Regions from separate parts of the Zea mays genome. Here region 1 is linked to region 2. The links are chromatin contacts, called in public Hi-C maps. All regions are on one chromosome and are shown on one strand. Each heading gives the region's core, a stretch centred on a gene start, on an enhancer-like site or on the middle of the called end of the contact. The rest is flanking DNA. Distances are from core to core; before and after follow the strand shown.

What was found. Hi-C and Micro-C count contacts between places; a contact is called where the count stands out from the background.
Region 1: a Hi-C map of leaf shows a contact between it and region 2, with 5 times the contacts expected there. The contact joins the promoter of LOC100283478 here to the promoter of LOC100191192 in region 2. A contact is called at or near these places in 4 of 25 Hi-C or Micro-C datasets (ear, leaf and tassel).

Annotation. Positions count from the first base shown.
Region 1 is chr7:142,553,343-142,557,143 of Zm-B73-REFERENCE-NAM-5.0, forward strand. It overlaps LOC100283478 (ribulose-phosphate 3-epimerase), which reads right to left and starts at 1,925. Exons shown (of 8, transcript NM_001156378.2): 1 at 1,667-1,925; 2 at 947-951. The coding sequence starts at 1,780.
Region 2 is chr7:142,420,862-142,424,738 of Zm-B73-REFERENCE-NAM-5.0, forward strand. It overlaps LOC100191192, which reads left to right and starts at 2,274. Exons shown (of 7, transcript NM_001136627.3): 1 at 2,274-2,751; 2 at 3,580-3,713; 3 at 3,806-3,877. The coding sequence starts at 2,410.

The DNA.
Region 1 (3,801 bases), core at 675-3,174, 130 kb after region 2:
TTACACCATATCTGGCACAACTCCAGATCGAAGAACTTTTGGAGCCCTCACTCCTAGCTCTAGAAATTCTTGGGACCTAAGCTGTGGGCACATTGGCATTATTTAGTTAAGCAATTTCGTCATTATTTTGGATTGAACACATGTGTAATGTGTTTAACACACTTTGTTTTATCCTACAAATTCCAAATCCTGCATGGATCTCAGAGCTGGAGATAAATTGCTTTGGTCCATCTTTCATAGAATGGACTATGGTAGCAAGTATCTTTCACCATCTTGAAAAAAGAAGTGTTCATTTTCTCTATTTACGCTAAGGAATGTTGGATCTTAGTGGACAGCATATTCATACGCAGTTGGACACTTAATACTGATACTTTCTTTCTCAAAGAGCATCAAAAGAGTTCCCGAAATATCTGAGTAAAGGTTACCAGCACTTTCTTTTTCATTATTTGCAACTTGCAATTACCTTATGCTTTTATCAATGACAGAGTTTCATTCCAAAAAACATGTAAAAAAACAAAATCAAAAGTATGTTGTTTCCTTTTTCAGGTTGGTCCATAGGACATTCTGTGTTATTGTTTCCATGCCCTTTTTATGTGCAGGTCCCCATTTAATTGTAGGGAAATTCTATCATAAGACTCCACAAAATTATGTTGTATGTATTGAATATTCTGATAAGTAAGGCGTCTAAAGCACATAAGAAGAGGTGAAAACTGAACAAGAATAAGGGTCTGAATGAGTTGAAGGACAGTGACACTGGGTATAAAATTTTACTTTCAGTCATGTATTCATCATATAAGTTACTTCCTGTAAGCTGTGGTAAGCGACCTTACAATCATGCTAGCAGCTTAAAAGGCGAATGATATTTGAGAGTTATACCACCGGACACTTCAGTAGCAAACCACAATAGAAGTAAAATATCCTCATTGAGAATTAGAGACCAACTCACCCATCCTACAAGAAAATATGAGTAATAAGAACAGAAGTCAGCATAGGATAAGCTTTCAATTCTTATATCATCAGTCATACAGATGTGAACAGAAACAAAACCAGTCACAGGTGGCAGCAGAATTTAGCTAAAAAGAATACATAAGCAGATAACTACTAGGTACCATGAACAAAACGACAGCTAGCAGTTTGCAGTAAGCAGATCAGTACAATTGAGTACAGCATTACTGCACTAGGAGGAAACTGATACTAAAGAAGCTTAATTTCCACTCTAAAAGTCGATATTCAGCTAACTTCTGCATGAAGACATGCATATAGTAATACACTAGAGGGTAGGTCGACAAGCCAACAAGACAAATGCCCAATTCTGAACAAATCCTACAGAATCGAGAATCGATCACTCTAAATGCCACAGAATCGCATAAAACCTAATTTTCATAGTAATGGATGCAACTGCAACCTCTCTTTCAAAATGATGCGCCAGCTCTAAGTTCGTGAAAAAAGTTTCCAACAGCAAGTTAGTCAACGGTAGATCAATCCTGTGCACGCCATAGGACACGGTTACAGGCAGCGTACTCAACCCTGCCGGCTGACCAGAAATACTATCGCTCGGATCTCGGATCAGAGGCCGCTGCTTATTCGTATTAGCGGTGCTGCCGTGCTGCGCCTGCGCCCGCAATAGATGAGACGGAATTGGCCGGAAGGGGGAAGGGGATCGTACCATGATGTCCATATGTAGCCAGTCGGCGCCTAGGCGGACCATGCGCTCAGCCTCCGAAGCGAGGTTGGCAAAGTCCGACGAGAGCATCGACGGCGCTATCTTCGCCGCCGCCATGTCCGCTTACCGCTAGGTTGATTCCTCCCCGGATTGGTGGCAGAGTAGTTATGGGGGCAGGCGCCAGGCGGGCAGCAAACAGTACACTTTGGAAGTGGATGCTTCGGTCGTTCGGCCCGGCGGCTTGTAGGGGAGTTGGTGAGGTGGCCGGTGGCCGGTGGCATTTGGTACTTAGTCCATCTTTCTCTCAAATTGTGTTAAGAGTCTATGAGCAGTCCACCTTTTAGTTGACTATTAGTGAACCGTCAACTTCCTTTTCTCTTTAATTCTCTTTCTTTCGTGTCACTATAAATATAGCATGTCATCTCTTGCAGACTGTCCATGTAACTTTATTATACTTGCTCTTATGGATCAATTGGGTATCGATCGCATCGTAATCAGATCGACTGATACCGATCTACATGTTGTATACCAGGTTAGTACCGATCTCCGATACACTTCTTACTGATGTGGAAGTTCTTGTTTGATTAGCGCTATTTTAATTATTTAAAATTCAAGAAAACTAAGACAACTTGAATCCAATCTATAAATAGAGGAAGGTGTTTGAATCCATTCACACCCCTCACCTCCAATTCACTTGCCTTCTCTCTTTATAGCCTTCAAACCTCTCTTTCATTATGGATCCAAGGTGAAATCTGAACTTTGATACATTCACCGACTTGTTCAATGAAACTCCACGACGTCCCGAGACTCTACCGGTATGGGATAAATCTTCTTCTAAGGACTTTTTCTCATCTATCATCAACAAGAAAATGTTCCTACTTGTACCCATGTACTGATTATATGGCCTCTGCTTATGAAAGTACCTTTAGGCATTTAAAGACTTTGGATGTCACCTAGAGGGTGAATAGGTAATTAAAACTTTTCAACCCAATTGAACTTAACTTACTTGACGCTAGCAACGAAACCATGTCTTAATCCGATGATTACCTGCACTTCACAAACACTAATACAAAATGCAAATATAAGAAGTGCAAGTAAGCAAATAGAACAAGGGACAAGATACAATTTATCCCATGGGTCAGCCAAGCCTCAAATGCTTGCATATGTTCACGTTTGAGTTAGCCAATCAGCTTGGAGTCTATTTCAACTCCTTCCTCCCTTTGCTCAAGTTTATCACCACTTTTGATAAACCGAGACTTTCACTTATCAATTGGTTGCTTTACAACAATCCTAAGGCTCTCCGTAACTTAGGAGCTCTCCAGCGAATGCCTAAAGCCGATAGCTGAAGCCTATTGTCACACCTGGTTTTGGAAGGCAACCCGAATGCGAACTATGTACATGCTAGGATCAGAACTCACGTACACAGTGATTATATAATTGGACATCATCACACAATGCTCAAAGTAATTAGTGGAAAGGTACTTTATTTACAACAAGATGTCCAAGACATCCACAAAGTCTAATACATAACCATAGTCTTTACCATTAATATCAAAGTGCAGGAATACAAAACGTAGAAGATAAGCCTACACAGGCAGCTGACTAGGGGTTTGCCACTAAGGTAAACTAGAACTCATCGTAGTCCTGAAACTCCTCAAAATCCTCCATGTTGCCAGCATCTCCTCCTGAGCACTGAGTATAGTGGGGACAACCTAGGTGGGGTGGTTTATAAAGCAAGGGTGAGTACACATCAACGTACTCAATAAATGTCCCGTTTGGCTAAACTGGACTAGCTTTATATGGGGTTAAGATCAAGGAGTTGCTTTTAGTTGATCAGGTATTTATTATTAGTGGAAGCCAAATTTTAGCAATAACCAACCCATGAATCATTTCCTCATCGAGGAACATCATTATCATCATCATAACCAAAACCATCAATAGAATCATTGTATCTCAGATCATCTGTATCTCTAATCAAAGAGGATCCCAAGGTCGCTCATAACCGTGAGCACGGCTGATATATCAGTTTCTAACACTCTGCAGAGGTCGCACACTTTACCCACAAGTCGTGATTCCCATTCTGCCCGGAGATCATGACTCTCCGTTGATCACTACCAAGGTGACCTAGCAGGGTCTCA
Region 2 (3,877 bases), core at 1,024-3,523:
CAGTAAGTAAAGTGAGGCAACAGGCAACTCATAGCACGCAGATTGTCTATGTGGGAAGACCAGCTCACCAAACACGAAGTTCTGTCCCAGAAAACCAATTCCGCCGCCCACGTCCTGGCCTGCACAGCGGGAGGTTGACGGAGATACTAGAGCCGCTGCTGAGGCCGTGGGAGAACGCCAGGACCAAAATAGATCAAACTGATTGGAACCGAGAGCAGGAGAGAGAGGAACCATGAACCAGTGTTTTTCTGCGCACTCCTCAAAGGTTGACTGCCCATTCTTTAAGGAGCCGAGAAAAGGAGGAGGCAAACGGATTAGCGAGAAGAGCGAGAGATCAAGCCGCAGAAATCGGCGTACGAAGAACGCCGCCGCCGCTGCTCAACTACCACCGCCGCCAGCCTCTGCCTTATTCCCGTAAGGCAGCTGAAGGCACCGAGGTGCCCTAGCTCCTCCCCAGCTGAAGGCTTTGTGAACAATGTAAAACAATTTATAAGTAAACTGCTAGAGTCGGCTTTAGCCACCTTCTCAAAAAACTATGAGCCACTACAACCATATCTTGTGAAGAGGTCTTCTGAAGAATAGCCCGGTATTGAGCCAATACAAAAAATTGAGAAAATAACCTACAAATAACATTTCTATGAAGTCAATACGAATTGAGAAAATAACCTGCAAAAATAACATTTGTTTGTTTTTAAATACTATTATGTTCCTGTATAATAACACAACCCAACAAGTAGCACTAGCTTTAAGAAGTACTATGTACTATCTCCGTTCGCAAATATTTATCACCTGTTAGTTTATTTTTGAACTAAAACGTAACAAATAAAAAAGAACGGATGAAGTATTAAATACGAGTCGTGTCTAATCCCTCATAGCCAAACACCAAACCTATTTGCAGATGAAGAAAAACAGATATTAAATTGTTTCATCTTCATGACAGAAACACCAATTATGTTTCATTAAATTAAAACAACGCCACATCAAAGATAAAGATGTCTTGATCTACTAAGGTACTTCTTTCACAAACATTCGTTAGAATTGGGCACATCCTGATAGATTAATGCAAGATAATAAGATTTTGCAAAAAAAAAAAACTCAACTCTAGTGTAGTTTCCATTTAAACTTGTCCTCTTCGCTTAAGGGTGTGTTTGGTTGAGAAGTGAATAAGAACGGAGCGACCCATTCTTATTTTCTGAATGTTTGATTTCCATCAAAAAAAAGAGCGGAACGACACCTAAAGTTTTCATTTGAAAATTTAATATAAATAGTTAGAATGCTCCCGCTTCACCAAAACGATAGGATGCGAGTGCTCCCCCGAATGCGAGTGCTCTCCTCCCTCTCATTATCTCTACACTCATATGACTCTCTAACCAAACAAAGAACAGAACAACTTCACTCTATTCTACCCTTCAACCAAACAAAAAATTGAATGACTCTGTTCAACTTACCAAACATAGATTAAAACAACACATCTTAAAAATCTGGAATGAAATCGCTCCATTTAGTTAACTCATCAACAATTAAACACACCCTAAAATAATGTTGGACACCCGTGAAAGGAGACTTTCATAACACTAGCTTGTGACTAATAAGGTCTCTAGCTATCTGCGTTGTGATATATTTAGTGGATATGAGCTCCACACTTTGGCTCTTGTGTATCTTGTTTCTTGCAGGGTATGTTGTATAGTTGAGGATACTGATATCGTAAATTTTTACTCTATATGTCTCAATTTATAATTTGTTTAATTTTTTACTAACTTCGATCTGCTCATCTTATTTGTTTAATATGAATAAAATTAGCTAATAGTTAACCAACTATTTATCAGTTAGCTAATTACATCAGTAACTTTTTTTTGTTCTAACTATTAGCTCTAGATATTCAAACGGGGTCTAATTTGTTTTAAATCTGAATTGATGTTCATAGGCATAGCGGTTTTAGATTAAGGTCTGCAGTGCCTACGGAGATTCCATCAGACCCAAACGGTCCCGTTGCCATCCCTACCCTGTACGCTATACACATGCTGTGCCATCCCTACCCTGTACACTATACACATGCTGACACTCGCACCGCACACCGCACACCGCACGCGAAATCCAGTCGGCGCGACGACATCACCACCGCCGTAGAGTTGTGGACCACCACCGGCGCATGCACAGGGTCCAGAGATTTCCTTGTTCCTTCCTTTTCCCCACCGCCAGCACGTCGTCCAGCACGTCCTCGTTCCTATCGCCCCGTGCGCCCGGTCCACCGCCCGCCACCGTCCCTGGCCCCTTTTTCATATCCACTGTGCAGTGCCCGGCTGCCCGCCGCGCCAACCCCACCCCGCTCCGCCCGTGTAAACCAAACCCCGCTTCGGCGGCGGCGGCGACTGGCCCACGAGCCTTCTCGAACCGACGCATCCGCCACCCATGCTGCGCTGCCACACGCCACCGCAATGCGCCCGCGCGCCGCTCCGCCACCACGGAAGGTGGGAGTCGCCTCCGGCGGCGGCGCCCGCGGTGGTAGTGCGGTGCGCGCGGGGTGCGCCGCAGGTGTCCGGGATCGAGGCGGCTTCGCCGGGCCACGCGGCTGTCACGGCGGCGTTAGCTAAGGCGGAAGGGGGTGACGCGCGGCCCAGCCTGGCCGAGCGGCTGCGGTTGGGGAACCTCCTGGAGGACGGGCTATCGTACAAGGAGAGTTTCATCGTGCGCTGCTACGAGGTGGGGATCAACAAGACGGCCACCGTTGAGACCATCGCCAATCTCCTCCAGGTATGCTCGCGAGCTCGCGCCGTGGGGGGCTCTGCTTCCTAAAGTTCGGATCAGTGCCCTGCGGAGGCCAGATTTGTGGCGTGCTTTTCTTTATTGGATTCGGGCTATGCCTGGATTCAAGAGGTCGGATGTCTGGATCTGAATTTAGAACTCTCCAAACTTGTGCTACAATCAGAGCTCCTCTTTTGTGCTAGGATGGAATTGTGAAAGAGGAATATTGTTACTCCACAATTCTGTGCCATGCCCTTTGCTTAAGTTAGAGCTAGGGTGTAGCTTAGTTCGTGTTTGGTGGATTAAAATGGTATGACTGTCCCGGTCTTGTTAGTGTTGCAAAGTGGTAAATCGCCCACAGAAATTTGCTCCTAGTGTGCATGCAACAAATTGACCACTCCAATGCTAAAACCTAGTGCAATTTTCTTTGTCTGCCAGTCCTCGGAGAAGCGATCAGAGCCTTAAACTGGCGTGCCGAAATATCTCATGGGCAACTATGAGTTGAGTCATGGGCTGACTACTTAGAAGAACATGGGGTAGTTGTCACCGGCACCAATTTCCTGGATGTGCTTGCTTTGGCATGCACACACGAAATTTCATATAGGGTACAGATCGCTGGAGTTAGTGGTGGTGGAATTGGTTTGTGATCCAAGTTCAAAAGTTAAAATCACACCAAATGGGACATGGGCAACTCCATTGGTTCGGATTTTATCAATTGATTCTTAAGTATCAATATTACTGCCATTTATATAAGGCCTACTATAAACAAGTGTACCAATGTTTTTTTATTCCCTATATTTTTTGTATCTTTAATTGTAAGCATTTTTGTAAATACAGGAGGTAGGATGTAACCATGCACAAAGTGTTGGGTTCTCCACTGATGGCTTCGCCACGACCACTACAATGAGAAAACTTGGACTTATTTGGGTGACGAACAGAATGCACATTGAGATCTACAAGTACCCAGCTTGGTAGTTTTTTAAGCTTACATTGAAGCTTTGTTTGCACCTTTTACCCCTCTTTGGTAAGGTTTGATCCTGACTGGTAACTCTGCTGCTGGTAGGGGTGATGTTGTTGAGATCGAAACATGGTGCCAAGAAGATGGAAGAATTGGTACCCGTCGTGATTGGATCCT